7 separate regions of the Mus musculus genome follow, and all the other regions are linked to region 1. A link is a contact called in public HiChIP or PLAC-seq and promoter capture Hi-C data. All regions are on one chromosome and are shown on one strand. The core of a region is the stretch at or near the end of the contact, and the rest is flanking DNA. Distances in the headings are between cores, read along the strand shown.

Region 1 (3,759 bases), core at 737-3,236:
TGGAGCTCTTGACTCTAGCTGCATATGTATCAAAAGATGGCCTAGATGGCCATCAATGGAAAGAGAGGCCCATTGGACTTGCAAACTTTATATGTCCCAGTACAGGGGAACGCCAGGGCCAAAAAGTGGGAGTGGGTGGGTAGGGGAGTGGGGGGGGGGAGGGTATGGGGGACTTTTGGGATAGCATTGGAAATGTAAATGAGGAAAATACCTAATAAAAATATTTTTAAAAATTCCTAACATTCATTCATATTCATATGGAAGATAAAGGTAAGAAGTATAGCTAATATTTAACACATGCTAATAAATTAAATTGCTAAATAATAATAGTAATAATAATAATAATAATAATGGAGTTGAAAGTTTATGCCTTTTGGAACTGCAATTTTGACAGAGGTGCTTTTTGTAATCCAGAGATGCTGGTGTTCTGTGCTTTAGCATCAGTATCATGAATCTTGTGAGTTCTGCCTAAACCTCCATGTAGAGACATTTAAGAACAATGTCACATGATCCAATATCCCTCAACCTTTGTGTGCTCTGTTATGAACACTACTGATCTGAGTGTCTCTTAACCACTGAGTCATCTCTCCAACCCGAGAGTTCTACATCTTGATCTAAAGACAGCAGGAGACTATGTACCACAGTAGGCAGAGCTTGAGCATAGGAGCCGTCAAAGCATAGGAGACCTTCCCCCACAGTGACACACTTCCTCTAACAAGGCCACAACTACTCCAACAAGACCACACCTCCTAGTAGTACCATTCCCTATGGGCCAAGTGTTTACACATGAGCCTGTGGGGGCCAGTTCTATCACCTCACCACAGGTGGCTGGAAAAGCCATCAGGCTAGGAGAGAACAAGGACAGCTTCTACTAAATGCTATTTAAATTCCCCTCTGCTCCAGACCTGTCTATACAGTCATGCTTGCTTTCCACAGTCACGTTTGGAAGCCATTGTGCTCACTCTACAGAGGAAATCAGCTGGGGACCAGAAAGGCTAAGGAGCTTCTAGCTCAAGGCCTCCTAAGTGGCAAATGACAGAGCTAGAGTGGATCTTTCAGGACACAGCCTTTGCACTGTGCTCTGATGTTTGACGTCTTACAGAGAGGTGTAAGGACTCACTGGAAAATGTGGCAGGTAAGAGGAGTCCCTGCAGAGGCAGCAGCAGCTGGTCTTATGTTTTTATGTTTTTATACAAGTGAAGAAGGACGCTGGAGACCTCACATGAAAATATGTGGGAGGTAAAGTGACCTAGGGGGTGTTTCTGAAGTTCCTCTGTGGTCTCCTTTCCCTTTTTTGGGAAGCAGGGACAGTGGTGGAAACTGAACCCAAAGCCTTGCATATGCTAGGCAAGCATTCTCTCACTGAGCTACACCTTGGTCTCAGTGCCTTTTCTGAACTAGTTTAATCTTAACATAGGTGTTCCAGATATCTCTGGCCACCAGTGTGCAAGGTGAGCAAATTTCTGTCCTGTCTGGAAGAGCCCATGACTTCATATGGATTCTGCTTCATAGCCTCAGTAGTGCTGCAGACTGATTGAAGTAAAGCATTTACCAAACACGAAAATATTGATTCTTCTCACCACTTGCCATCTGTTCAGGTGTTGCCCAAGTCATATCTCCCGAGCCATTTCCCCTAGGGATGACGTAGGAATTGCTGCTTTTAAGAATACACAGGGTTGTACTGCTCCAGCCTGTTGCACACTGATTTGTTCTACTTAACGTGGGAAATATATATTTTTATAGATCTGCGGTGTACAACCACCAGCGGATTAACTTCAGCATCCATGGGTAAGTTTGCGAAAGGCCTGCGTTGTTCCAGGCCCTGGCACATGGTGGTGCTGGGCGCTGGAACGAATCCGTGAAGCCCGGGCGCGCAGCCAGCTTCCGGGTTAGGTATCGCCTGGCCGACTTCACCCCGACTCTCTCGGCCCCGCCCCGGGTGACCCCAAGGAGCTCGTTCAGGGGGCGTGGCTGGCGCGGGGCATGCCGGGCGGGCAGGTGGGCAGGTGCCTGGGCGGGGCGCGCCGTGGTTGGCAGCGGGCGGAGGGGCGGCGGCTGCGCACCCCGAAGAGTGGTAGGCGGAGCGAACGCCAAAGGCGGCGGTCGGGACCCTGACATGGACAAGCTGAAGAAAGTTCTGAGCGGCCAGGACACCGAGGACCGCAGCGGTCTGTCCGAGGTGCGTGCACCGGGGGAGTTGGCATTTCTTGGACAGCTGCCCTGCTGTCCTCCGGCCCGCCGCGCCGAGCTCTGCCGGGACACAGCCACAGGTGGCAGCGCGAGCTTTGTGGAAGGCGTGGCTCCCGAACCCTCTCCAACCTTCCCTCCGAAGGGCTTGAGGCTCTGAAGCAAGACCTCAGAAATCTGTGGAGTGGGAGTGTGGATCCCGGGGCCTCCTGGAATCCGGGCCCCGAGCCCCATCCCAGCCGGACCGGCCAGGGAGAGAGAGCCCTTTGGAGTTGGGCGAGGCCGGCGGCCTTCGTGGAAGGATCCACCGCCGGATCGCGGACTAGTTTAGGTTGTGGGGTGTGAGAGCCAGACCTTATGCGTTCTGCTTTGTAATTGTAAAACTCCGTGAACGCCTGATAACAGGGACTTACCAGGTCTCCGAATCTCCAGGGCTACTTTCTAAACTATAGATTCTCACCACGCTCGGAGACTGCCAGTGTGTTTGTTTTGTTAGTAGGGCTTTGATGGCTCTGAAACTTGACCACAAAAGTCCTGTGCTCCAGAGCCACTCAGAATGTCATATTTTGGGTGCTTTGGAAGTTTGTTTACATTTCCTTTCTTGATTGAAGACAGAATTACGTTTTACTTGATGTATCCTTAGCCCCGGTTTCCCCTTCTGAGAAAGAAGGGTGTTGAACGAGATGCAATAGCCCCTTTTCCTTGGAAATTGGAGTTCCTCTTTAGTGTTTACTTGACTTTCTTGTGGTTTCCCCAACATTCTGCGCTCACTTCTGTGGTTGATTTTGTTCTGAGTTTTGTCTTTGCAAAAAAACAAAACAAAACACAACTGCATCTCAAAGAGAATAAATTATTTTGAAGCCAAATACGAGTGACCATGGCCCCAGGACAGATTCAGGTTTCTGCAAACTCAGTGTTCCAACATGATAACAGTTTGATAAGTTCTTAGAGTAACAGAACAAATTAACAAATTAAGGTACTTTTCAGAAGCATTAGTGGAAGCGGTAAGCAGGCAGTTAGGGCAGTGTGGAGGAATCTCAGCTGTGGCTCCCAGAGGCTGCCTGATAGCATTCGAAAACCTTGTTAAGATAATAAATTCCAAGGTGTTTTTCCCTAGCAGTTTCCGGGAGGTTAGTCACTGTTACATCAGACACAGGTGGGCAAGAAAGAACTGCTTCCTGGGGACTAAAGATAACCCAAGGGCAGTTGCAATTAGGCTCAGTAGCTGCAACTTTCCAATCTCTGCATGATCGTTAAAATTCAAATTAGTGATTTTCATGTTTTAATTTTTTCATTTTTAAAAAAAATTTCTGGCTTCTTGTGAACTTTCATATGAGAAGCTCCCTCCCCCCCACAAAAAGCCCCAAGATTTAGTTGACCGTCGCTGTCATGTAAAGATAAGCTCTGTAGAAGGAACAGGCTGTTGTACAAAGTTGGGGTCTTAAAGGAGACTGGCGGAGGGTACGGTGTTGACAGTGAGGTGGTGGTCATCTTCGGGAGTGAATAGTGTAGCGCCATTTGAAAACAAACTGCCTAGTTGTCCCCCCACCCCTTCCTAAATGGAAGGGCTTT
Region 2 (3,759 bases), core at 352-2,851, 950 kb after region 1:
GATTCCACACTGACTCTCAATTCTTTCCCAGGTGACCTTGAATAAAGGCACAACAAACTGGACTCTGAGTAATTATATCCTGCCAGTCTGAAATGGGTCTGGTAGTGTCACCTCTTGCTCTGACCTGGCATGCCAAGTTATTGAGTTAGTTGCTCCTCAGAAGTGATGACTGACAGGAAATGACAGGGAGGCTTAAATGGGAGTCATATTCTACAGCCACCTGGGCAGGGAAGCAGCGCGGTAAGGAAGGAAACCGGGTATAGGAAGAAGGTGGCAATTATTCAGCATCCACTCATCTGACAGTAGGGAAAAGACATCGGACCTGAGCTTTCACTCTTTTGGATACTCAAGGAAAGGGTCCTGGAGCAGCAATCTCCATCTACAAGCTCCTCTGACAAAACCAAGTGCCGGGATAATGAGCTTTAATCACAGGAGTTAGGCACATTTCTGAAGTATACTATGCACTTCTGTGGTGCTGTGCGTACAAGTTTGTATCTTGAATAAATGTCTGCGCAGGAGTTCTTGGTCATGGCCCATGTGCATCACAGCCCTCAAAAACACCTGTACGGAGGATAAAACCTGTAGGTGAAGCAACACTTCACCATCCGAGAAAAGCTAAGTACCAATTATATGACACCGTCTGTTTTCATCCCAGAGACGGACTTCAGAGGGTGCAGTAAATCTTTGGACACAGTCTTACCTAATCAAGCACCCATATTCGGATGGCGTACTACTGTCCTGTATTGTCCTTCTGTAATAGCGCGTATCTATCTTGTCAGGGGTAAACAAAGTCAAGGAGGGGAAGGAAAGGGGGACCCTCTCACAAAAACAAAGCCAAATAACATCCATCCATATATACATACAAACACTCATATGTACATATTCTACTGAAAGTCGAGTTTACTGTTTTCTTTATCCACGCACTGTCCCCGGTCCCCAGCAGCTCCCACAGGACTTGTCCGGGCAGAACCGGGTTATCCACATACGGCCTGAAACACACATGCACGTGGGCTGCGGCCCATCTTGCTTAGTCTCGCACGGAACGTGCTAGAAACGCAAAGAGTAAGGCCACTTTTCCAAGCGAGCAGAAATCCGAACAGATATCTGCGTAGCCCGCTCCGGGACTCCGCCGCCAGACCCTCCACAAACATCTGACATGCTCGGCCTCCCCGCCTGCCGCTCCTGCCTACCTGTCTCTCGGTCAAGTTCTTGTCGGGTCCCAGAAGGTAGGGCGTGAGGAACGGCTCCGACGGCCGGAGGTTTGCGAAGAAGCCGTAGGCGCAGAGCAGCGCGGTCGGCAGGAACCAGCACTCGCGAGGGACGCGGGCAGTACGCAGAAGCATCCTGGCCGCCGCCGCCGCCGCTCGTCTGGACACCCTGGCTGGCACGTCCATCCTGGGCGCGAGGGGCTGGACGCCGACACGGCCCCCTCCTCCTTCTCGGCCAACGGGAGGGCGCCCGAGCCGCGAGCCCGCGCGGGCACCTGTAAGCGTGCGCGACGCCGCCTCGCGCCAGGGTCAAGGTGCTTGGAGTCCCCACCGCCCGCCGGCGGCCACAGCTCGCTAGCCGAACGCCCTTTCCCTAAGTCCGCCTCCGGGTCTGGCCCGCCACCCCGCCTGGCCCCGCCCCCACGCCCCGCCCCGACCGCAGAACGCCCTTTCCCTAGGTCCGCCTCCCGGTCTGGCCCGCCTCCGCCTGGCCACGCCCCACGCCACGCCCACCCACAGCAGACGATCACTAGCCACGCCCCCGGGAACCTCCTCCTCGCCAATGCCTCCCGGCCGGAGCCAACCTCCCTGCTTCCCTATTGGCCAGTGGCTCAAAAGACAGAAAGGCCGCTTGGGGCTGCGCGCCCGGGCTCTGACGTGAGGGGTTCTGGGACATCGGACTTTTAGGGGCCATGTCTGGACTCTGTGGCGAGGACCCTACACACCCTCCCTGGTCGGATCGGTCACCAGGCATTTTCCGATCACACGTCCGGAAGGCTCCCTAGAGCGGGATCCCCGGATGTGTGCTTCATCGCAGCGAGTCTGCTCAGTCTTATCTGCCAACCTACTGATGTTGGTCCTCTGCCCGGGACACATGATGACACAGGCTTGCAAACCTTTAACCTTGAGGCGGGAGAATGCAATCCCTGGGCTCCAAGAGCTTTTTGTTGTTGTTGCTGGGTTTGATTTAGTTTGCTTTTTTTTTTTTTAACATTGTCTTTAAATGTGGTAGAAAGACACAAGCTGGACCTGAGAACTGAGATTTGGGGCCTTTTACTATAGACAGAAAGAAAACGAGGATGACCGAGTTAATCAGCAAGAGGCTTTTGCTTTATTTCGTCACTTTTTGTTGGCAGGATACAAAGAACAATTAACTAATATATCCTATGGAAAGGAAATCGCCCTAAAAACCTAGGCCCTAAAATGGGCTCAAGGTTTCAGGAAGTGTGCCGCTCACGAAATACCCACAGGGTTCAAAAGTAAAAGCAGCTAACCCCCACCCTACACTGGGAGGTTTCTGTCTTCTCGGTCCATCCAGACAGGCTAATCACCCCGTCTTTCTCCAAGGGAGCCTGCACTCCCCCTTTCCTACTCTTGGCTACAAAATCTGGCTCAGACCATGCGCTGCTGGCTCTCCAGCACCTCTGGTCACAGCGACTCCCAGTCTTGAGATTCACCTCTCAGACTGCTGTTGTTAGTGAGGGCGATCTGAATTTTCATTCTTTCATTTCTGCCTGGGTCACTGCGTCTCCAAGGAGAAGGACCAACTAGACACCTGAGGGCTGGCAGGCAGGACTGAAAGGGCTCACTGTGCGAACCTCCTGGGTTCCCATTGAGCGATCCTTCACTAAAACACTTCACTAAAACAGAAAAACGAGGCAATAAGAGGGCAGGTTGTTGTCAGAAGTTTTTCAAGGGCAAACCGTGGCAGGAATCCCCAGCGCTTTCTTTCATCGCCCTCTGCATGACTTTTTGCTGGACTCACAGACTGACTCTGTCCCAATATCAGCAGAATCGAGCTGCACGAGTGAATACACAAAATGTGTGCGTGGAGCAATTTGCCAAAATGCAAGGTGTGGTGTTGACATCTTTCAGAGTCTTTTGAAGGGCTGGCTAGGAAGACTTTATTCCTTTTAGCCTCCAGAGGCTATATAACCTGTGATGATATCAGTTTGTAAGCTAAAAGAGAGTGTGCCTGTGTGCTATATTTCAAATTTTCTCGGTTCAATTTACTAAATTGATAATATCAACCGTTCTAAGTCACCAAAATCAAACGTCTCCTCGATGACAAGAGCTCCGAGACCAAAAAGCTTGAGGATGTTTGGTCTATTAAATGTGTAGTCACCTAAATTTCCACCATCATATCAGTTTCTCTTCACAACTATAGAGATAGAGCTGGAGCAGTTAGTTCTCCTGGCTGCCTTGCACGGACATGTATTTTAGTAGAGAAAAGGGAAGAAAAACAAATGAACCAACAAGCTGATAAGGGCTTTGCATTGAGATGTCTATCTTTTAAAATCAACTTTCTAGTCTTTTGTTGAGGCTTGAAACCCTATGGAATCTATACATCACCTTGTTATAGATCGAATATTGAAGTTTCTAATCTTCGAGATGAGTCTGGATATAAAGCAGTTTCTCCTGAATTGGGCAGAAAATTACTTCTTACTTTTCTGAAAGAGGTTCCTAAGTAGGCAGAATTCTACCAAAATGACTCTTGTCCTTATATAATCTCTATCTACTTGAGTGTAGCACGAAAGCTTATGGATTTGAT
Region 3 (3,759 bases), core at 790-3,289, 920 kb after region 1:
TTACGGATGGTTGTGAGCCACCATGTGGTTGTGGGATTTGAACTCAAGACCTTCAGAAGAGCAGTCAGTGCTCTTAACCTCTGAGCCATCTCTCCAGCCCCTCCAGATATTTTTTAAGCTAAAAATATAAAACAGGCCTTCTTGACAAACGCAAATGTAAGGCTTCAATAACTTCTCAATTAGAAGTTATTTTGAGGTGACTTGGATAAACCAACATCTACCTTCAAGACATACTAGATTCCTTACACTCTCTGCCTACCCACCAGTGAAAATGATTACACTATGAATGACACAGAATAAAATCAAATTTGCCTTAAGACAAAAGGCATGTAAAAACCACACTGGTTTTCACACTCATTATTCCATGGTATCATTAGCTCTCTTTTCACAGAAGGGATGCTGAAATTACGATGTTTAACTTGCTGCTAGAAGAAAACTTTTCTAGAACTAACTCCTCCATGTCTTCTCAGAGTCTTATATCAAACATAATTCTGAGCTCATAAATAATAAGTTTGAAATAGTTCATACTTCTGAGCTCCTAAAATATCAATTACATGAAAGCTAAAATGCTAAATTCAAAACCAGAACCAATAACAAATAAAAATATATCATATATATTTAAGACCTAATAAAATCACACAAATATAAGTTTTAAAAGGGCACAGGCAAAATAAATGAAAAATAAATGAAGTTGGATCAAATCTGAAGTGTAATTGAATTTCTACAGCTCCAAAAAGAAACATCTCCACTGCTTCTAGCGTAAACAAGCAACATAAACATGAACTCCTGTTGCCAAGCCCCGTAAGCCTTTCAAATGAGTCACAGGATATTCAACCCTTTGGCTTCCTAACCATCACCACCAGGGCATTGCTCACATGATACACATGTCAACACACTAGAATAAAATGGTATCTTCCATGAACCGCATTTCTTAGCATTTCCTATTTTATTACTATGATTTTTTTTTACACATATAAAATGTAAAGTTTATCATCAATTTAAAAAAAAAATCTCTGTAAGTGCTTTTGGCCAGATCAATAGTAAACTGCAGTGGCAGAAATTAGTTCCTTCCACTTAAGTGTGTGAAAAATTCTCAGTGTCTGAAGACCTTGCAATGTGGCTCCGAACCTCAGGCATAGATGCACATTATATTTGGTAACTTTCTCACAAGATTAAAAATATTTAAAAATACTTTAACCCAATACTTCTATTTCACCCCTACATATATAACCTTTTAAACAATATTTGTTGAAACACCTAGAACCAAAAGAATAAACAGTAAAGAGAAAACCTTTCCATATAAAAAAAAAGCATTTAGCAAAAACAAAACAAAAACAAGAACAAAAACAAACAAAAAACACCTTATTTTAAAAAGCAGTTAAGCAAACTTCTACAGCACTATGAAACTATCTGGTCCATCCTTCCTGCTGCATCCCCATAAGTCTGTGGTGTTATGAAATACTTTTTAAATTACCATCTGTTACAAGCTCTGACAGGAATATTTAACAAAATTAGGTAAAATTTTGGATTCGTGCTGAACATCTGAAGCACCAACGGAATGAATATAGCATTCTATGTGTGGAAGCTAACATTTCAGGAGTGATTTCTTCCACGCAAGCTACCTTTCATAGTCTTAAACTCTGAGAAGGGAAATGATAGGACAAAAACTCTAAGCGTCTAAGCCGTCCTCTGAGGGGCTCTCCTGGTGCATGGTGAAGTGACGCTGTGCGGGGCTGGGGAGATCCTGGGGCTTCTCCCTGGAAGAGGGCTCGCTTCAGCCGCCTCCCTGCCACCTCGCCCCGACGTTTATCCTCTCCCTGCTCCTGCCACCTGTCTGCCTGTCCTTCCCTCCTCTCCCGCTAAGTCCCCTCCTGCCTGTGGAAGATGCAGCGGCTGGGGTCACAGAGATGGCCGCAGGAGCTCTCTTCTCCTTTTCTAAGCTCTGACAACGAGGCAACGGTGACACCCCGGGGCCTGCTCCTGAAGCACCCAGCACCCGGGTGCCATGGCAACAGCGCGCCTCTGAGGCCTTCTTCCGGACTTCCCACTACTGAGGCGGGGTAGGATCGCGCGCAGGCGCAGAACGGATCCCCGCGAACACCTGCGCCTTACATCCGGCCAGCGTTTCCAAGACCCGGAAGACTCGCATCCCCTTTGGTTTTCTGCCTTGAATGTGGATTTTGTATACCTGTAGTCAGATTTTTAATTTGTTTCCAAAACTTAACAATAAAAGTGCATTTCTGTGTTCATTTTCCTCAAGTAAATATTAAAAGATAACAGTTCCTCAAGTAAATATTAAAAGATAACAGTTGCTAGTTGTTAATTGCTGTTTCGACCCTCAGCTTAAAGAAATTATAGCCAAAATTGTATTTACAGAAAGGAGTTATGAAAGAAAATAGAACTTTAGTTCCAGCAATCAAACTCATCAAGAGAGGCAACTACAGTTTTCCCATAACTTCCCTTAATACCTTGGGGGATAATAGGAAAATAAGAGAACATTCAGATTGTGGTGATAGATAATAGGCCAGCCATGAAGGAGCTCACAGAGTGTAAATAGAAGGGCAATATAACATAGGTACAAATTCATCTAAAAAAAAAGGTGGATCGAGGAGAGATTCATATATAAGCTAATATATATTAATATATTAACCTCTCCTTGATTATATATATATATATATCTTTATATATGTAAAGAGTTTACTCCAGAGCTTACTTTTGAAAAATAGTATAAATTATGGGAGACGGGCTGGGCATTACACATGGAGATGATAGCTTGTGGGAAGACAGGCATCAACTTGTTTTGTTGACTCAAAATATACCAGATAGGGTGAAGCATACATCAAAACCTTATGCCTCACTGCCTGTTAGCAATTACATGCATAACTTGGAAGCCAACAATGTGATCTGGGGATAAACATTGTCATGTCTCATTTCCATGCAAAAATATTCATGGCAGTCATTCCTAGGAAACTGTGAGTTCCCTTTCAAGGAGAGACTGGGTTTAGACATTTACAAGCCTCCAGCCATATAAATGTTTGATAGATAGTTCTTGAGTTCCCCAGGCTAATAGGTCTTTAAAAGGAACTAACTGTAATATTTACAAGCTTGGTGAGGAAGGATAATGAAGGTTTCTGAAGGAAGTGGGGTTTTGGTCATCAGAGATGAGAGAGGAAAATACCTCGAAAACAGGACATTTTAGAAAGTTCACGATCAAATCATAGAATAACGAGATGTATCATGAGTGTTCAAGACTTACCCGCAGGGGAGGAAGGAATGAGAGAGGGGTTATGTCACACTTTATGCAGGCACATCATTTAATGCCTCTTCTCTCCAGTGAGCTGAGTGTACATAGGCTAACCATGACTGACCAAGGGAAGAAAACGAAGGACATGTAAGAACTGGTGGAAACACCTCACAGAAATACCTGGAGCTGGGCTCTCCTCATTTCCTAAGCATGTCTCAATCCATTCAAGTCGATGTTACCCATCAAACATGTCAAATAAGTTAAATTATATTGCATATTAGAAATATTTCATACCTACATATATTTATAATAAAAAATGGACCTAATTTAAAAACAAAACAAAACAAACATCCTTTTTGTGAATCGCACCAGAGGACAGAGAGGACTGAAGTTTGCTCTGACCCACAGCAGGCGGACAAATCTGCTTCTAGCTCAAATGCCAGCAATGCGTTTCTTAAAACAAATGCCCTAAGGAAAAAGGTATTTCGGTGTAATTACTTCCACATGGTGGTAGA
Region 4 (3,759 bases), core at 492-2,991, 890 kb after region 1:
TGTTTTTAGGCCTCCCCCACCCCACCCCACCCCACCCCCAGCCCCAGTTTTTCTACCAAACAGTAAGAGGACTGTCTCTAAGGTAAGCCTGCATGCCCGGAGAATTCCACTCTTCATGCTCAAGGACCAAGTTTTGATTTTGATGAATCATGAGTCACAGTAAGAAAAGTACTTATATAATAATCAGCTTAGCTGGGCGAGGTGGCGCACGCCTTTGATCCCAGCACTTGGGAGGCAGAGGCAGGCGGATTTCTGAGTTCGAGGCCAGCCTGGTCTACAAAGTGAGTTCCAGGACAGCCAGGGCTATACAGAGAAATCCTGTCTCGAAAAACAAAACAAAACAAAACAAAATCAGCATACACCACACACACACACACACACACACACCAGATCAAATGCTAACTAACTTCATGCCACAAATGGTTACAATAGATGGGAGCAAGAGAAATCAAGAGCAAAACAGATGAACGGTCACTTCCACACTTCCTTCGTTAAAGTAGAAATACGAGGCTACAGAATAGGTAAAATCATTGATTATTTGGAATCCAATACTGAATACATTGCCTCTTAGATTCTGTCAAGTGCCTAGAAAGGAGAAAAGAGGGAGGAAAGAGATTGGGTCTGTGAAGTAAAGGTTTGAAAAGGTCTCTTTGGTACCAAAGGACCAGATTGGTTAACAAAAAGGACTGCTGAACGTCAGTCAATGAGAAAGCCTCATTGTGCAGATGCCTCTTGCTAAGTCACAGCTACACCCACCTGAAGGCAACATTTTGCTCTGTCCCGTCCACCACGCACAAGTGCAGAGATGACTAAAGATGAGTTAACTAGAACTCTGTGCACTAGAGCAATGGGTACATTAAAACCATCTAAAGGCTTATTAAAACGCAAAGTATCAAGCCCCATTCCTATTCAGTCATAATTTATGGTGGTGTTGGTGAATGCTAGAACTCTCCAAGTAATCCTGAAAAACATACCTGCTAAAACACAGTGATCTGGAAAGTATGAAATGAACTAGACGCTGAGCCAGCAGACAGCTATTACTAAGCGGTCCTGGTAGGAGATGCAAGGTAGAACTCCACCGCTTGGGAGAACTGACTCCAGCACTCAGGGAGATTCAGATCCAAGTTAGTGTTGAGACAGCACCACGTCGATAAGGGTCTGCAAGCTTGAAAAACGAAAAAGATAAACAATGCAAGCTTATAAACGGTTTATTCGAAATAATTCTCATCGGGTTTTCTTAGATTCCATATCACCCCCATTTACTTTCTGTTACATTGCTCTAGCTTGAGGTCTTAGTGGCGCTAAAATGGAAATTAGGGTGCTGCAAGAAAAGGGGTGCGCAGAGGCAGAAGGAACTGCTCCTAGCGAGGTAAGAGGTGATGAAAGGCGGGGTGCCCAATCGCCCAAAGACTTGGATGTTCCGTAACCAGGGTCTCGGAGCCTTTCATAGGGCCTCCCTATAACACTTACCATAGTTTGTAGATCTCAGCACAGGAAATAGATTCCTGTACACAGGAAGACTACACCACCACCAATGATCCGGTTACTCTGGCAACGCAAGCCCCGCCTTCCTCCAGCCACTGCTTCGAAGACGCCGCCTCGAAGCTGCTTCGTCTCCATTGGCTGGGAGTAATTAGGCCCCGCCCATTCACTCAAAGATCCACCCTTTGCCTCATCGCCTGGGGCAACGCGACGCCACCTTCTCCGTTCCAACGCGTTCACTTCCGTCTGGCTGGTAGTGACCCGGAAGTTTAAGCGTCCATACCGCTTGCATTATCTATTGGTACTTTTTTTTTAAGTAGATATCTTCCAGTTTTCGCTTTCCGAGCCGATACATAGTAGACCCTGTCTCTCTTCATTTTACACACAGCACGAAGTGTCAGTTGGTCCTTGTCCTTCAGAAGAGCATTCCGGAAATGAAACCCTGTGTAATAGGAAGTGATTAGAGTGAGCGAGGCGCTGCGTGTCAGGGAGGCTTGGGCGGGTTGGCTTCCGAGTGCCAGGGGAGTTTACAAGTCAGCCGGCTGCTGAGCGAGTGAAGAGCCTGAGCGGTGGACATTGAAGTAAGGATATCACAGGTAAGTCCTGGAGCCGGCCCGTGTGCCGGACGCGGTGGGAAGAGGATGGTCTGGGCTGGAGTTCGGCAGCCATTGGTTTGGGATTTAAAGGTTGTTCTGGGAAGAGGCTCCTCCTGACAGGGACAAACTTGGGCTCATACTCCTGGGGAATGAGGCTGACAGGCTTAATTTTTCCACCTCCTCTCCTTTTAAACTCGGCACCCATGCCTCCCCACACCTTCACCCGGTGTTTCTTAGACAAGGACACTTGCTCATCGGCATCGCATGGTCCCAGCGAAGTTTCTGACTTTAAAGTCTCTGTTTGCCATTGGATAGAGTTTCAGGATGCATTCCCAGGGCAAGGATTTGTGATGTTCAGGAAGTTAGACCGGGTACTGAATCGTATACATCTAGGAACAGTCAGCTTTTAGGACGTGTGGTCACCTATTCTACAGTCTAGACTCCAGAGACCACTTAAACCTATGCCTGGGTTTTCATTATTTAACAGGTATACATTACAGCCCGTCAAAAGGAAATAATGAAGAACGTGGGTACTAAAGACAGAAACAATTAAAAAATAACTTTTAAAGTAGATGCATTCTCTGAATATATTGTTATTGCTTTAATTCTTTCGTATGTATACATCTCTAGGTCTTCGGTGAAAGTCTTGGATTGTATTCTCATTAGTTATGGAAAAAATGACTACCCTTAAAAGTTCGGAAAACAAAGGTAAGTGTTTTTGTTTTGATAATAATTGATTTGGTTTTTTGTTTGATTGGTTGCTTTTTTGGTTTGGGGGGGAGGGTTGTGTTTTGGGTTTATTTTGGAGTAGGAGGGCGTTATTTGAGACAGGGTTTCTCTGGGTTGCCTTGGCTGCCCTAGAACTCATTGGCCTTGAACTCAGAGAGCTCCCCCTTGATTATCTAGTAAGGCAGGTAATACAACTGTTCGTTTTATTTTTACTACACTGTAACTATTGTTAGTGAAAACAGATGTTTGTGCTACATGGATCAATGAAAACTATACCTATATTTGATGTCACTTGTCTGCATCCTTTAACTGTCTCGGGAGAGCAATGTGATTGTCAGTATAACAACAGAACTTTCTCTCAAGCATGTGAATAGCACTGCCATCATAGGAGGGGTGGACCATTACCTATAGGGCTCATCGCAAACCTAAAATAAACAATTTAACTAAATATTAAAATTGTAGACTTGTACATTAAAAATACAGTGATGACAGTTAATTTAGCAAACAGATAGTAAGGTCTGGGGCATTTAAATAATAAGGATCAGGTGGAAATGATTCTATGAACAAATGAATTTGGAAATGCTGGGTTGGATTGGTTATACAGGCATTTCTTAGCACTGTTAGGAAACCAGTGTATACTGTGAAACACCAGAAGCTGTGCTTCATGCATAAGTGTGCACACGCATTTGATCAAGCAACTGTTTATCCAGAGCCTAGAGAACAGAGGTTCTCAATATGTGGGCCATGACCCCCACGTATCAGATATTTGCATTACATATATACAAAACAGTAGCATAATTATAGTTCTGAAGTAGCAACGAAGTGTGCTGTTGGGGTCACCACCACACGGGGTGCTGTATTAAAGGATCTCAGCGTTCGGAAGGTTGGGGACCACTGGACTGGAGGAGAGGGCTGGGGATCACCTTTATAAAGGTTAATATGATTGTCGGTA
Region 5 (3,759 bases), core at 463-2,962, 820 kb after region 1:
GATGCTGGATTTCAGAGGAAAACATAAAATGATAGAAAAGGTAGGCAGAGACTTCAAGGGGGAATTAAAATATATATCACTCTTAAATCCTGAAGAAAAATGACAGGCTAAAGAGAAATGTATGAGCAATTCAGAAAAGAAGAAGACCACCAAGAAGGAAGAGAGATGACACCCCAGTTGAAGGTCTGTGGAGCTAGTTTGATTCTTTCCCCACTGTGATAGACACTGTGGTGGTTTGGATAAGAATGGCCTTCAGAGGCAAGTAAATGTGAATGTTTGGTTCTTTGTTGGTGGACTGTTTAGGAAGAATTAAGAGGTGTGTGGCCTTGTAGAAGGAGGTGTGTAGCCTTGTAGGAGGAGGTGTGTCATTTAGCACAGACTCTGAGGGTTCAAAAGCCCACACTAGGTCCAGTCTCTCTCTGCCCCTGGCTTGAGGATCAGAGGTAAGCTTTCAGCTACTACTCACTACAGTACCATGTCTGCCTGTCTGTCACCACCTTTCCTCAATAATGGAAATGGACTAACCCTTTGAAACTGTCATCAACTCCCTAACTAAATGCTTTCGTTCTTAAGTTGCTTTAGTCATGGTGTCTCTTCACAGCAATTTATCAATAACTAAGACATACACCACAACCAAAAGAAGCTTGGGGCAAAAAGGGTTTACCTCAGCTTACAACCTCCATCATGAAGGGAAGTCAAGGTACAAAACTCAAGGCAGGGGCCTGAAGCAGGAAGTAAAACAGACCATGGAGGAAGCCTGATCATTGGCTTGCTTTCCATGGCTTGTTTAGCTTTCTTCCTTCCTACTGTCCTCCCTTCCTTCCTTCCTTCCTTCCTTCCTTCCTTCCTTCCTTCTCTCCCTTCTCCTCTTCTTCTTCTCTTGGCTTTTTGAGACAGGCTATGTAGCTTTCGTTGGCTTAGAACTTGCTATGAAGACCAGATTGGCCTCAGCTCATAGAGATCTGCCTGCCTCTGCTTCCCTTCCTCAGTGCTGAGATTAAATAAAGGTCCCTGCCACTATTCCCTGGGTCACCTGCTTTCTAACACAACCCAGGATCACCTGCCCAGAGGTGGCACTGCCCACAGTGAGCTGGGCCCTCTTACATCAACCAACAATCAAGAACTTGCCACACAGACTTGTCTATAGGCTGAGAGTATGGAGGCAGGTCCTCAACTTCGAGTCCCTCTTCCCAGATAGCTCACCATTTGCATCAAGTTGACAAAAACTAACCAGCATAGTCCCGGATATCAATATGAGGAGTTCGGGAACAAATTCCTTCACAAATGGGTGTTTTTTTTTTTTTGTTTTTTTTTGTTTTTTTTTTTTTTAAAGGGGAAGGTTCTATTGACTCTTAAGAGTATGGCAATAATTTTGAGATAGTTTTGTTTAATATAAAAATTTTATAATATCAACATTTCTTATTGATTAACTTTGTTACTTGACAATTTATGCCTTATATGATGTGTTCTGGTTACTCTCTCCTGCCTACCCTCTCTTTTCTCCCTCCCATCCCTATCACCACTGCCACTCCCACCAGTCCCTTGCCCAGAATCACAACTCTGGTTTTGAGTTGTGGCCCCATTCAACCAGGGCCATCTGTGTGACCTTTAGATTAGAACAGACTCTGCGAGCCTGGGAGGGTAGAGACACAGCTGAAAACAATGATTACCTACCCACCTGACACTCTGACTCTACCACTGGGGGGAGGGTCCCCGAGCTTCCGCTCTATCCTCTCTGCTGAGGGGCCCATTCTTATGCAGACTCAGAAGAGACATCCTTAGCTGCTCTGTGTTGTGGCTGCAATCACTCTAAGTTACCTAGAAGATAATTTGGATTTTTCAAGTAAACTACAACCCTATCTCCCTCTTTCTGTCTCTTACATGTTGTGGATAGCCATGGGGCTAATTATATTTGATGTTAAATCCATTCTCCTGTGAGGGGCTGCGAACAAGGAATGAGTCAGCACTCAGGTGATTTCCTGTAAACCTGCTTCCCACCTTAATTTGTAAAATAAAGTAGAGCTCATGATTGGGCAGATAAAAAGGGAAGGTGGAACGAAGGTGAGGAGAGAAGGAAAAAATGGAAGAGGGAGAGGGTGCAGAGGAGGAAGAAGAAAAGCAGAGCAGAAGCACATGGCCTGGAGAAACCGCAAGTTCTAAGGGGTCTCATAAGCTGAGGAAGACGGTAGAGTAGCGGGAGATCTGCCCAATCTAGACGCACAGCATGGATTCATATTAATTGAGTCATGTTTTCATTGCTGGGGCTTATTTGGGGATGGAGATTTACCACAATACTTACACACACTTGCACACACACACACACACACACACACACACACACACACACACACACACACACACAATATTCTAAACCGTCAGGATAAGTACTTAGAAAGTCCAGTTACCAAGCAAAAATGATGCCTTAGTGTGCATTTTTACTTACTATCGGAATTACAATCCAATAGTGCTATTTTAATTGACATGGGATGGAGGTTGAAAGCAAACCAGAGGTGAACTTATTTCTCAAAGTACACACAAGTAAAGGCCTGATGATGTCAACCACAGAGTGAGAATGTGAGTTTCTCTGAAGTTTGCAGATTTAAAGAAAAAAAGGCAGTGCTCATTGCAGTTTTCAAACTGTTTGCCATTATGGACCCTTTAATTCTTAGAAATTTTTAAGATTCTAAAGAACTGTTATTTACATAGATTCTATCTAACAGAATTTATTATAAATTAAAACAGAAATTTAAAAATAGTTATTAATTTAAATATAACAAATGCTTTGTCTGTTAACAGAAAGTAATATTTTTGAGGAAAAGTGAGTATTTACTAGTGATAAGAGACACTGCTTTATATATTTTTAAAGTCTCTTGAACGTCAAAGTTAACGGAGGGCAGCTTATATACACTTTAGCTTTCAATCTATGATATTTTGGCTAAGCACATTTAGTTGGACAAAGGTGGCGTACTTTAATAGCAATGCAAGACGAAGGTCCATATCCTTTACACGACAAGTGGGAGTTTCTTAAAAAGTCACTGCAGAGTATAATTCGGCAAGTCTTTGATTTTTGCCACAATATTAAACGCACTGGTCTACCATATTCTTTGTCCATGCACGGTTTGTACCACGCAGTGATCATCCGGGAGGCATCGGTTTGCTGCATCATGGAGGTCTTTCAAATGCTAACACATTTTGTTCTGCCGCAGCTCACAAACTGAAGACACTCCCAGTATCAGCACATTATATGTTTGGGAAGCTAAATAGCTCAAGGAGGTGGAGGCTGTTCTCTGAGATTTCAGTTTTCGTTTACAGTCTTCACCTGGGTTTTACCTGTAGCAATAGCTATTGCTAGCTGTTCTCTGTAACAGGATTTCCATACTTAACCTTGGGGTCTGGAGAGGTGGCTCTGTGGCTAAGAGCACTGGCTGCCATTCCTGAGGACCCAGGCTCAGTTCCTAGCACCTACGTGGCGGTTCTTCCTGAGGACCCAGGCTCAGCTCCTAGCACCTACGTGGCGGTTCACACCCATCTGTACCACCAGTTCCAGGGTATCCAAAGCCCAATTCTGGCCTCTGAGGGCAGCAGGCGCACATATGGTGTACAGACATACATACAGGTAAAACATGCATACACATGATAATTTAACAAATAAACATTACATGCTTACTTAATTGTAAAGAAAAGTCTTTTCAAAATTAGGTATAAAAGCAACAGTTTGTCAAGTAAAAATGGAAACATTAGCCTTTTCTTTGCCCAACT
Region 6 (3,759 bases), core at 829-3,328, 810 kb before region 1:
CTGCCATTATGGAAAAGACTGATACAGACTATTTTAAACTTTTCCCACCCTACACATAGAATTATTCTTTAACTAATTCTCTCCACACCTACTTCCTTTGATGGAAATGAAACAATGCAGAATGAATAGTGTATCCACCAGGTTCAGTGACTTGAACGAAGGTCATATTCATTTAATTTTTGAACCAAAGAGCAAACTAAGACTAAATAGGAAGAAAATAGGTTAGTGGTGATGACTTCAAATTTGTACCTGCCAGGAATAGTGTTGTTTACTTCACTTTAAATTATATTCCAAGATTTCCCTTATAGTAATATAATTTTGTCATATTTCCAGATATTAATTGTAACATGGTTCAAATTTGCATTTCCTTTACTGTGCTGGTTTGTGTATTTTGAAATAATTATAGGGTGGACCAATTATTTGGTTTAAGCAGTCATGTGCACACCCTAAGGCTTAATTACTTCGAATAAATCAATCTCACCTCAAATCACTAGCTGTAACAGACAGACAGTTTTAGGTGTACTTGTGCAGAGTAAAGAATTCAACAAGCAACCTCGGGCTCACAATGAAAACTTTAACCGCTAAAATAATTGCTTCCAGGTAGGGATCTGTTTATTTAGGGTGTTTAGGGCTGTGTGTGTGTGTGAGTGTGTGTGTGTGCAGAACCTGCAGTTTTACCCAGTTGAAACTTAGGAATACCCCTCTCAAGGACAGCCTAGGACCTATTTATTCTTACCACACAATATTTTTGTTTTTATCCTTAGAAATTTTTTTAGGAAAATCTTGGGACTTGTCAAGAATTAGTAAAATAGATTTGGGTCTTCATCCAGGCCTTTTTTTTTTTTTTTTTTTTTTTTTTTTTTTGCAATAAAGGAGCAATCTGGGCAATATTTTGGCTAATTACTTAGGAAGATGGTCACAAGAGGAATATCACCACCCCCACCCCCCGCCCCCCGCGATCGTATTTACTGAACGACAGAGCAAAGAGAATTCGTAACCGTTGGCGCTATTGCCAACTTGCATGGTTTTAATCAGGTCAGTTTACAATTAGCCTTTAAAAGGTGCTCCAGAAGAAAAAAAAAAAAAAAGAAAAAAGAATCCCTACGCAGATGGGGTCTGTTTGTTTCGCACGGGTGGGCGCGTGCAAGGGCGTCCGGGCGACTCGGACGGCCGCTCCCACAGAGGCTGGGCCGGGCACGCGCGACAAGTGGAGGCGACTCTTTGCCTGGCTAATTAGAGCCGCCAGGACACGCCCCCAGGAGTCCGCCCGCCGGCCCCGCCCCGAATCTGCGGCGTGGGCTGAGGCGCGGGGCGGGGATTAGCTCGGATTCAAATTTAAAGCGGGACGTCCGCGCGTGGCCCAGCAGGTGCCTCGTGCCCGTTGCCCGCCGAGGGCGTTTCCGCCCCCACCTGCACACAGGGCCGGAAATTACCTCGGCGGGGAGCGGTCCCCTCCATTGTCGCAGTCAACTGCGAGGGAGTCCTGAAAAAGTGCGCGGCCGTGGAGCGCTCGCTAGTCCCTCACGCGTGTCCTCGCGGCGAGACGCCGGGCATGTTGCCCTTTTACAGTACCGCCGTGGAAACCCCGAACTTATCCGGGAGGGGACTAACACGGAAGACGGGAAGCCCATCCCGAGACGTAAACAAGCACTTGACATACTACACTTTGGGGTGAAGCCGCGCTCCCGGGGGGAGGGAGGGGGCGAAGAGACGCGCATGCGCTTCCTACCTCTCCGGCGCGTGGAGAAAACTGCGCGTGCGCACAGCGGCGCGGACGGGAGGGGGAAAGAAAAAAAAACAAAACAAGGAAGAGATGATTGGCAGGTTAGGGGGCACTTTAGAAGCCTGAGGGGGCGGGGTCCCTGCAGCCTGGACGCGCGTGCGCACCGCGCGCGCAGGGGGGTGGAGCTCTTCCAAGGGGGCCGGCGGAGAGCAGCGCCGGCCTCGGGCGCCCCCTGGCGCGCGCCTCGGGAGAGGAAGGAACGGGAGGGTGCGGAGAGGAGGGAGGCGGCGAGCAGGGCGGGAGGGGGAGGGGAGCGGGAGCGAGGGAGGGTTTATCGACCGGGCGATTTTGGTTAAAATATTCAAAATGGCGGACGGAGGAGCAGCGAGTCAAGATGAGAGTTCAGCCGCGGCGGCAGCAGCAGCAGGTAATCATTACAGCATTTTACATATTCATATTCATACTCGAGCCGGGCTCCCGCTGCCCCCCCCGCGACTTAGCATAATTTATTAGTACTCAGGATTATTATAATTAACGGCGAGGAGATGGGGGGCCGGGGAACACAGCCCCCTCTGGGCGCCGAGCGGAGGGGGAAAAGGAGCTCGGAGCGGCCGGGCGGAGGGGGAAGAAGACCCGGGGCAAAGGGGGCTGTGAGCCACCGCGCTCCTCCTGCCCCCGGCCCACCCCGCGGCTGCCGCGCCGGCCCGCCCGCCGGCACCGGCCCTCCTCCTCCGCCGGCCGCCGCCGCCTCCTCGCACGGTGCCCGAATCTAAGCGGGTCCACGGCAGGCGGCGGGGCCGGGGCACCGGGAGAGGACAATAAAGACATTTTACATATTCATAGCTGCTGGGCTGGCGGGGCGCGGCGGGGTGCGGGCGGGAGACCTGGACGGGCGGTGGGGGGGCGTGGAGGGGCCAGAGGTGGCGGCGAGCACAATGCCGGTGGGCGGCGGGGCCCGAGCGGACCCCGGTGGCCGGACACCCGCGCGGCGCCCCCCCAGGATTGGGAGCCGGCGCGGGCTCGGGCTGGGGAACGCTGCTCGCTGCGGGACGCACCGGGGAGTGGTGCCCTGCCCCCGGCCGTGCGGGGGGTCCGCGTGGGGCCGAGCCCGGGGGTCACGGCCCGGGGCCCCTCAGCCGCGCCCTGCTCGTGCCCGGGGCAGCGGCCTGACCCCAGCCAGTCCGTGTCTCTGGTTAGGGGCAGCGTGGCGTGGGCCCTGTGAGCTGGCCTTCGGGTTGTGAGCTCGCTCTGGGGTCCCCCGGACCCTTTGGAGGCTGGGCTAGGTGGGAGGAACCCTCGGGGAAGTTCCCCTCCGTGGAAATGGCTTCGGTTGTCCGTGTGTCCCGGGCCCTCACCCAGAGGTCCGCGCTGCTGTGGGTCGCGCGGGACAGTTGGGTTGGAGGTGCTCGCGGGGTCTGGTAGCTCCTCCGCGCACATCCCCCCCCCCCCACGCGCTGGTAGCCTTGGGGACCCTCTCGCTCTGAGGCCTCGGAGCTCTCGGAGGTCACCCGAGAACTGGACCGTAAAGGATTGCCCTCCTGCCCTCAAAGGGCTGGCCTGACAAGTTGATCATATTCTAGATTTCTCCTGTACTGCGGGGAGCGGGGGTGGTGGCTAGACACGGAGATCCCCCTCCCTGACTGTGTGTGGTAGTGCTTTCTAGCTGCGTGCTGGGTCTTCTCTACTTGCTTCTCATTTGAATAATGTCTAATTCAGGGAGGTTTATATTCTTGAAATGGCCGCCTGGCTTTCCCCGCCTCTCATGTTTAGTAATTCAGACCTTTAATAACAGCCACTCACAGCCCAACGCCGTGTTTATATTTTACATTCGCCCCATGTGCTTTTGTGGTTCGATATGATTCTTTTTTTTTTTTTTTCCTTCTCCTCCTCCTTGGCAATCCACAGGACTCTGAGATCAAACCCAGTCTGTGCTGGGAAGACAAGGAGAGAACTAGGCCTGGACTGCCCTAGTTGCCTAGGCCCTGTTCTCTGCTGCTTGATTTATTTACTAATAACCAAAATGACTCCCCCATCAA
Region 7 (3,759 bases), core at 641-3,140, 770 kb after region 1:
GAGTTCTATCTTCATGAATTCTCTCACAACCCACAGTCCTTGGGACACTTAATAGTGACTTTCAACTCAGCCAGACCTAGAATCAGTAAAAACAAGCATCTCTGGGCATGTCTGTGAGGGATAATCAAGATTAGGTTAACGGAGGTAGGGAAAGCACCCCTTGATCTGAGAGACATTACTGCTCCGGCTCGGTCCTGACTGTTGAGAGACAGTGATCTGAGTGCAAGCTTGCCTTGTGACCTCTTGCTGCTGCCTGACTAGAGATGCAACGTGACCCTGCTTCCAGCTTCCGCCACTATGGCTCCTCTACCTTCAGGGACAGTGCCCTTGAACTGGGAGCCAAAATAAACCCTCTGCTCTTTACGTGATGACATAATTGCTCTTATAAAGCATTATGTCCCAACACGACAAAAGTAGCTACTCATTACAAAGAGAGCTAAGTTGTGCTCACATCAGTGGTATTTTCCAGTGCATGCAGCCTGCCTGGGGATGGCAGTGGGACACCTGGGGACTGAGGGGCACACACTGAAGGACCTCAGGGCTGTGTCAGACAGCATCTTTGACCATGGTGCCCTTCCCTATCCCCTTCCTCACAATTGTTAACGCACATGATACACACACACACACTGATGGTTCTCATACAACTAGGCTTTGATTCTGTCATAACATAACAGTAAATTTAAAGAAAAAAATTGAGATATGGGTTCTCTGGTTAGTCCAAGTTAACAGTTGATTGAATAGTCTGAACTGGGCAAAAACTGGAATCACAGAAATAAAGAAATGCAGGAATCCTGACTTTTGTACAGCCCTGTCATTTAGATCAACCTCTCCTTTCTATGCCCTTTCCGTCCCTTAAAGTCGAGTATCAGAAAGCACTGAAGGGTAACATTTTTACTGCACTGAGATCAAGACCAGAGTTAAGGAAACTCAGAGGAAAAGGAAAACTATGGTAATTATAAAAACCTGTATCGACTTCAAGTTTATGCCACAATTCCTTCCACTCATTTACAACACTCTATGGTATACTACTGTATTCAGTTCTATGTTGAACACTAAGAACACAATTAACAACATAAGCAAGGATCCGATTCTCACAGATGCTATATCACAGTAAGAAAACAAAACTAAACAGCAACAATAATTTTTTTGAAACTACCTAATATGTGCTATTAATGCTCTCACAAATATGTTGAAAGCTTGTTTTTTTAGTATATATGGACTAGGAAAATATAATAATAAAAGTAATTAAGGGAGACTCTGGAGAAACTAGAAATTCACAGTCTTTTGAAAAATTAGGAGAAGTACCAAAGCAAATGAGCACTGGAAAGTGTGCCTATGGAGCAGCATGACCTCAGAAGGAGAACAAGCCTGTGTGGTCAGGAGGGACAAACAGCAAATAAGACACCATCGCAACGGTAATGCAGAAAACACACAGGACAGGAACGAGCCTGGGGTCAGTGGCACAGTGGCCTGACTGTAATGTACAGGAGTTCTGACTTCATCACAACTAAATGGAAACATTTTAGGGATGAGTGCTCTGGTTGTGGCGGGACAGCAGAAACTGATCAAGCTGTCCTGAGAGGCAGGCTCGCACCGAGTCCCCGTTTCCTAGATCAGTGCGTACCCCATTGTCAACACAATGTCAGTAGACTAATAAGCCAAGGGCGCTGTAAGCTTCTAATTATCTCCTGCCATCTTCCCAGGTCTCACAAACAAAACGAAGGACCACAAAACTTCTCCTATACAGAGGCAGGAAACATAGTTGGCAGAGTCTCTAGTCCTCTTAGTTCTGACAGTGTGGCTAGAAAACAGCTGCAGACCTACCCACAGGAACCACTGCCTTACAGAGCGTGCACATGCACAGCCAGGCAGTGGGCCACACGTGCTGACGGCCTGAAGCTTGCCTGCCCCTTATCTAAGTCAGGTTATGTTGACTTAGCACAGATTTGCTAGCTGTTGACAACACACAAATTTCCCAGTCACTGAATAGAAAAATCAGAATACTGAGGAGGCGATACTTCGTCACAATGTTCACTTACCCTTACATTTACTAACAAAACTCAAAAATTATTACTAAATAATAACCCCCAGGAGCCAATTCTAGAGTAACAATTATTGATAGTTCTTAGTGAAGTCAAATGTATATTCTTATCAAATGTGTATCGGGTACTTAACAAATACTAAGGAGCCGGTTGTGGTGGTGCACGCCTTTAATCCCAGCACTTGGGAGGCAGAGGCAGGTGGATTTCTGAGTTCAAGGCCAGCTTGGTCTACAAAGTGAGTTCCAGGATAGCCAGGGCTACACAGAGAAACCCTGTCTCGAAAAACCGAAAAACAAACAAACAAACAAACAAACACTAAGGATGATGCTAGTTGAACCAAAAGGGATAAAGAATGTCAAAGGTTTCTTACTTTTAAAAAGTTTCCCATCATTTTAAAATTACATATGTTTACTGTGTGGGTCTGCGTGTGTCATGCACTCCTGTGGAGGTCAAGGGACCGTTTGGAAGAATCAGGAGAGTCACTATGTGAGTCTGAGTGCCATGGAACGCCATCGTCAGGTTCAGTGGCAAGGCCTTTACCATACCTCTGAGCCACTGTTCTGCCCCCTCGCCTTTATTTTGCTCATTTTATCTCATTTATTTATGTGTCATTATAAGAAAATTGTCCGAATAGGAAAGGATTTTGAACCCACTTTGACGTCAACCAGTGGACAGTCTCATCAATTCCAGCTCAGAGAGAGCAGGGACAGGGAATATGGCACTAGTGGACCTAATTCTTTACTCTGCTCCTCATTTGATGGTCGAGCCCTAAACACTGATCTGAGGGGACAGCCTTACTCTACCCTCATAGACTTCATCTACTGTATTTGTACAAGTTCTTTTCAATGATGTCATTGAACTACTATCATCCTAAAAATCTCCTTGGTCTTTATGAAGTGACTCAAGCTGATTTGCTCATTTGTACATGCTTGGCTCAGGGAGTGGCACTATCAGAAGGCGTGGCCATGTTGGGGTAGGTGTGGCCTTGTTGGAGTAGGTATATCCCTGTGGGTGTGGACTTTAAGACCCTCATTCTAGCTGCCTGTGAGCAAGTATTCTGTTAGCAGCCTTCAGATGAGGATGCAAAACTCTCAAGCTCATCTTGTACCAGGCCTGCCCGGATGCTTCCATGTTTCTGCCTTGATGATAATGGACTGAACCTCTGAACCTGTAAGCCAGCCCCAACTCAATGTTGTCCTTTATAAGACTTGCCTTGGTCATGGTGTCTGTTCACAGCCGTAAAACCCTAAGACACTCATGTAGTTCTATAATGATAAATCACTCCGTGTTTAGTATGTAGCTAATGGCATCTTTCTCTTCCCTCTGCATTTTGTTTTTCCAAATGGAATTGTTCACGACAGCTACTGTCTGAGGATGACCTTTATGAGTTACATCCTTCCTATGGCCTGGAGAGCACCTTTCTACCGAATTTGGGTTACTCTGGAATTCTCTTTAGCAGGAGAGTATAATGGACGGCTACCGTTCCCACGCTTGGTGTAAGCCGTAAGAAGACCCAGCAGCCTCTGATCTTGGCAGCCCTAGAAACAGCGACGTAAGGGCTGAGGCTTCTTGCTGGAGAGAGGCCCACATAAAGACGCTCTGAGCTTACACAGAGAGAACAGAATCTCCTCTAAGCTACGCTTCCCCTCTGCCTCTGCCCAAACCCATGTGAAGGAGCCATCTAGAACATTCTATCCTAGCCGAGCACCTAGGTGAC

Evidence for each region. Promoter capture Hi-C pulls out the DNA fragments that hold promoters and counts their contacts. HiChIP or PLAC-seq counts read pairs in DNA pulled down with a chosen protein or histone mark. Capture Hi-C pulls out chosen DNA fragments and counts their contacts.
Region 2: a promoter capture Hi-C map of pre-B cells shows a contact between it and region 1, with 6 times the contacts expected there. The contact joins the promoter of Slc19a2 here to the promoter of Sft2d2 in region 1. A contact is called at or near these places in 17 of 39 promoter capture datasets (the 3T3-L1 cell line, 3T3-L1-derived adipocytes, the C10 cell line and 12 more), 8 of 484 Hi-C or Micro-C datasets (CD4 T cells, CD8 T cells, LSK cells and 4 more), 9 of 115 datasets of contacts at active chromatin or transcription factors (the 230-238 cell line, bone marrow-derived macrophages, embryonic stem cells and 5 more) and 1 of 9 other capture datasets (liver).
Region 3: an H3K27ac HiChIP or PLAC-seq map of microglia shows a contact between it and region 1, with 8 times the contacts expected there. The contact joins the promoter of Ccdc181 here to the promoter of Sft2d2 in region 1. A contact is called at or near these places in 13 of 39 promoter capture datasets (the 3T3-L1 cell line, the C10 cell line, the HPC-7 cell line and 8 more), 1 of 484 Hi-C or Micro-C datasets (bone marrow-derived macrophages), 15 of 115 datasets of contacts at active chromatin or transcription factors (the 230-238 cell line, the NIH/3T3 cell line, the SCID.adh cell line and 11 more) and 2 of 9 other capture datasets (adipose tissue and liver).
Region 4: a promoter capture Hi-C map of liver shows a contact between it and region 1. The contact joins the promoter of Blzf1 here to the promoter of Sft2d2 in region 1. A contact is called at or near these places in 19 of 39 promoter capture datasets (the 3T3-L1 cell line, 3T3-L1-derived adipocytes, the C10 cell line and 14 more), 8 of 484 Hi-C or Micro-C datasets (CD4 T cells, CD8 T cells, Sertoli cells and 5 more), 26 of 115 datasets of contacts at active chromatin or transcription factors (the 230-238 cell line, the NIH/3T3 cell line, the SCID.adh cell line and 20 more) and 5 of 9 other capture datasets (adipose tissue, embryonic stem cells, liver and 2 more).
Region 5: a contact with region 1 is called in a promoter capture Hi-C map of stem cell-derived epiblast-like cells, with 5 times the contacts expected there. The contact joins the enhancer-like site here to the promoter of Sft2d2 in region 1. A contact is called at or near these places in 6 of 39 promoter capture datasets (cranial neural crest, embryonic stem cells, frontonasal cranial neural crest and 3 more), 3 of 484 Hi-C or Micro-C datasets (B cells, bone marrow-derived macrophages and embryonic stem cells), 8 of 115 datasets of contacts at active chromatin or transcription factors (astrocytes, embryonic midbrain, embryonic stem cells and 3 more) and 1 of 9 other capture datasets (embryonic stem cells).
Region 6: a contact with region 1 is called in a FOXA1 HiChIP or PLAC-seq map of pancreatic cancer cells. The contact joins the promoter of Pou2f1 here to the promoter of Sft2d2 in region 1. A contact is called at or near these places in 1 of 39 promoter capture datasets (erythroid cells), 3 of 484 Hi-C or Micro-C datasets (embryonic stem cells, erythroblasts and rod photoreceptor) and 1 of 115 datasets of contacts at active chromatin or transcription factors (pancreatic cancer cells).
Region 7: a contact with region 1 is called in a promoter capture Hi-C map of liver, with 2.3 times the contacts expected there. The contact joins the enhancer-like site here to the promoter of Sft2d2 in region 1. A contact is called at or near these places in 3 of 39 promoter capture datasets (cranial neural crest, liver and pre-B cells) and 5 of 115 datasets of contacts at active chromatin or transcription factors (the 230-238 cell line, kidney, large pre-B cells and 2 more).

The regions. Positions count from the first base shown.
Region 1 is chr1:165,192,660-165,196,418 of GRCm38.p6, reverse strand. It overlaps Sft2d2 (SFT2 domain containing 2), which reads left to right and starts at 1,986. Exons shown (of 8, transcript NM_145512.4): 1 at 1,986-2,179. The coding sequence starts at 2,117.
Region 2 is chr1:164,246,888-164,250,646 of GRCm38.p6, reverse strand. It overlaps Slc19a2 (solute carrier family 19 (thiamine transporter), member 2), which reads right to left and starts at 1,601. Exons shown (of 6, transcript NM_054087.3): 1 at 1,191-1,601. The coding sequence starts at 1,394.
Region 3 is chr1:164,273,878-164,277,636 of GRCm38.p6, reverse strand. Ccdc181 (coiled-coil domain containing 181) reads right to left here and starts at 2,039. Exons shown (of 6, transcript NM_029115.3): 1 at 1,876-2,039.
Region 4 is chr1:164,305,466-164,309,224 of GRCm38.p6, reverse strand. It overlaps Blzf1 (basic leucine zipper nuclear factor 1), which reads left to right and starts at 1,741. Exons shown (of 7, transcript NM_001160209.1): 1 at 1,741-2,078; 2 at 2,709-2,786. The coding sequence starts at 2,747. Nme7 (NME/NM23 family member 7) reads right to left here and starts at 1,553. Exons shown (of 14, transcript NM_138314.4): 1 at 1,471-1,553; 2 at 975-1,165.
Region 5 is chr1:164,375,259-164,379,017 of GRCm38.p6, reverse strand. The region is part of intron 9 of Nme7 (NME/NM23 family member 7); the gene reads right to left. Among named protein-coding and RNA genes, the nearest start is that of Gm39690, 41 kb to the left of the region's middle. Within about 2 kb of position 1,712, at least 18 of the 459 cell types and tissues checked have an H3K27ac peak or open chromatin away from gene starts, as enhancers often do. A contact at or near this core is called in embryonic stem cells and stem cell-derived epiblast-like cells, where this site is marked.
Region 6 is chr1:166,000,953-166,004,711 of GRCm38.p6, reverse strand. Pou2f1 (POU domain, class 2, transcription factor 1) reads left to right here and starts at 2,078. Exons shown (of 16, transcript NM_198932.3): 1 at 2,078-2,150. The coding sequence starts at 2,090.
Region 7 is chr1:164,424,517-164,428,275 of GRCm38.p6, reverse strand. The region is part of intron 13 of Nme7 (NME/NM23 family member 7); the gene reads right to left. Among named protein-coding and RNA genes, the nearest start is that of Gm39690, 7.8 kb to the right of the region's middle. Within about 2 kb of position 1,890, at least 25 of the 459 cell types and tissues checked have an H3K27ac peak or open chromatin away from gene starts, as enhancers often do. A contact at or near this core is called in liver and pro-B cells, where this site is marked.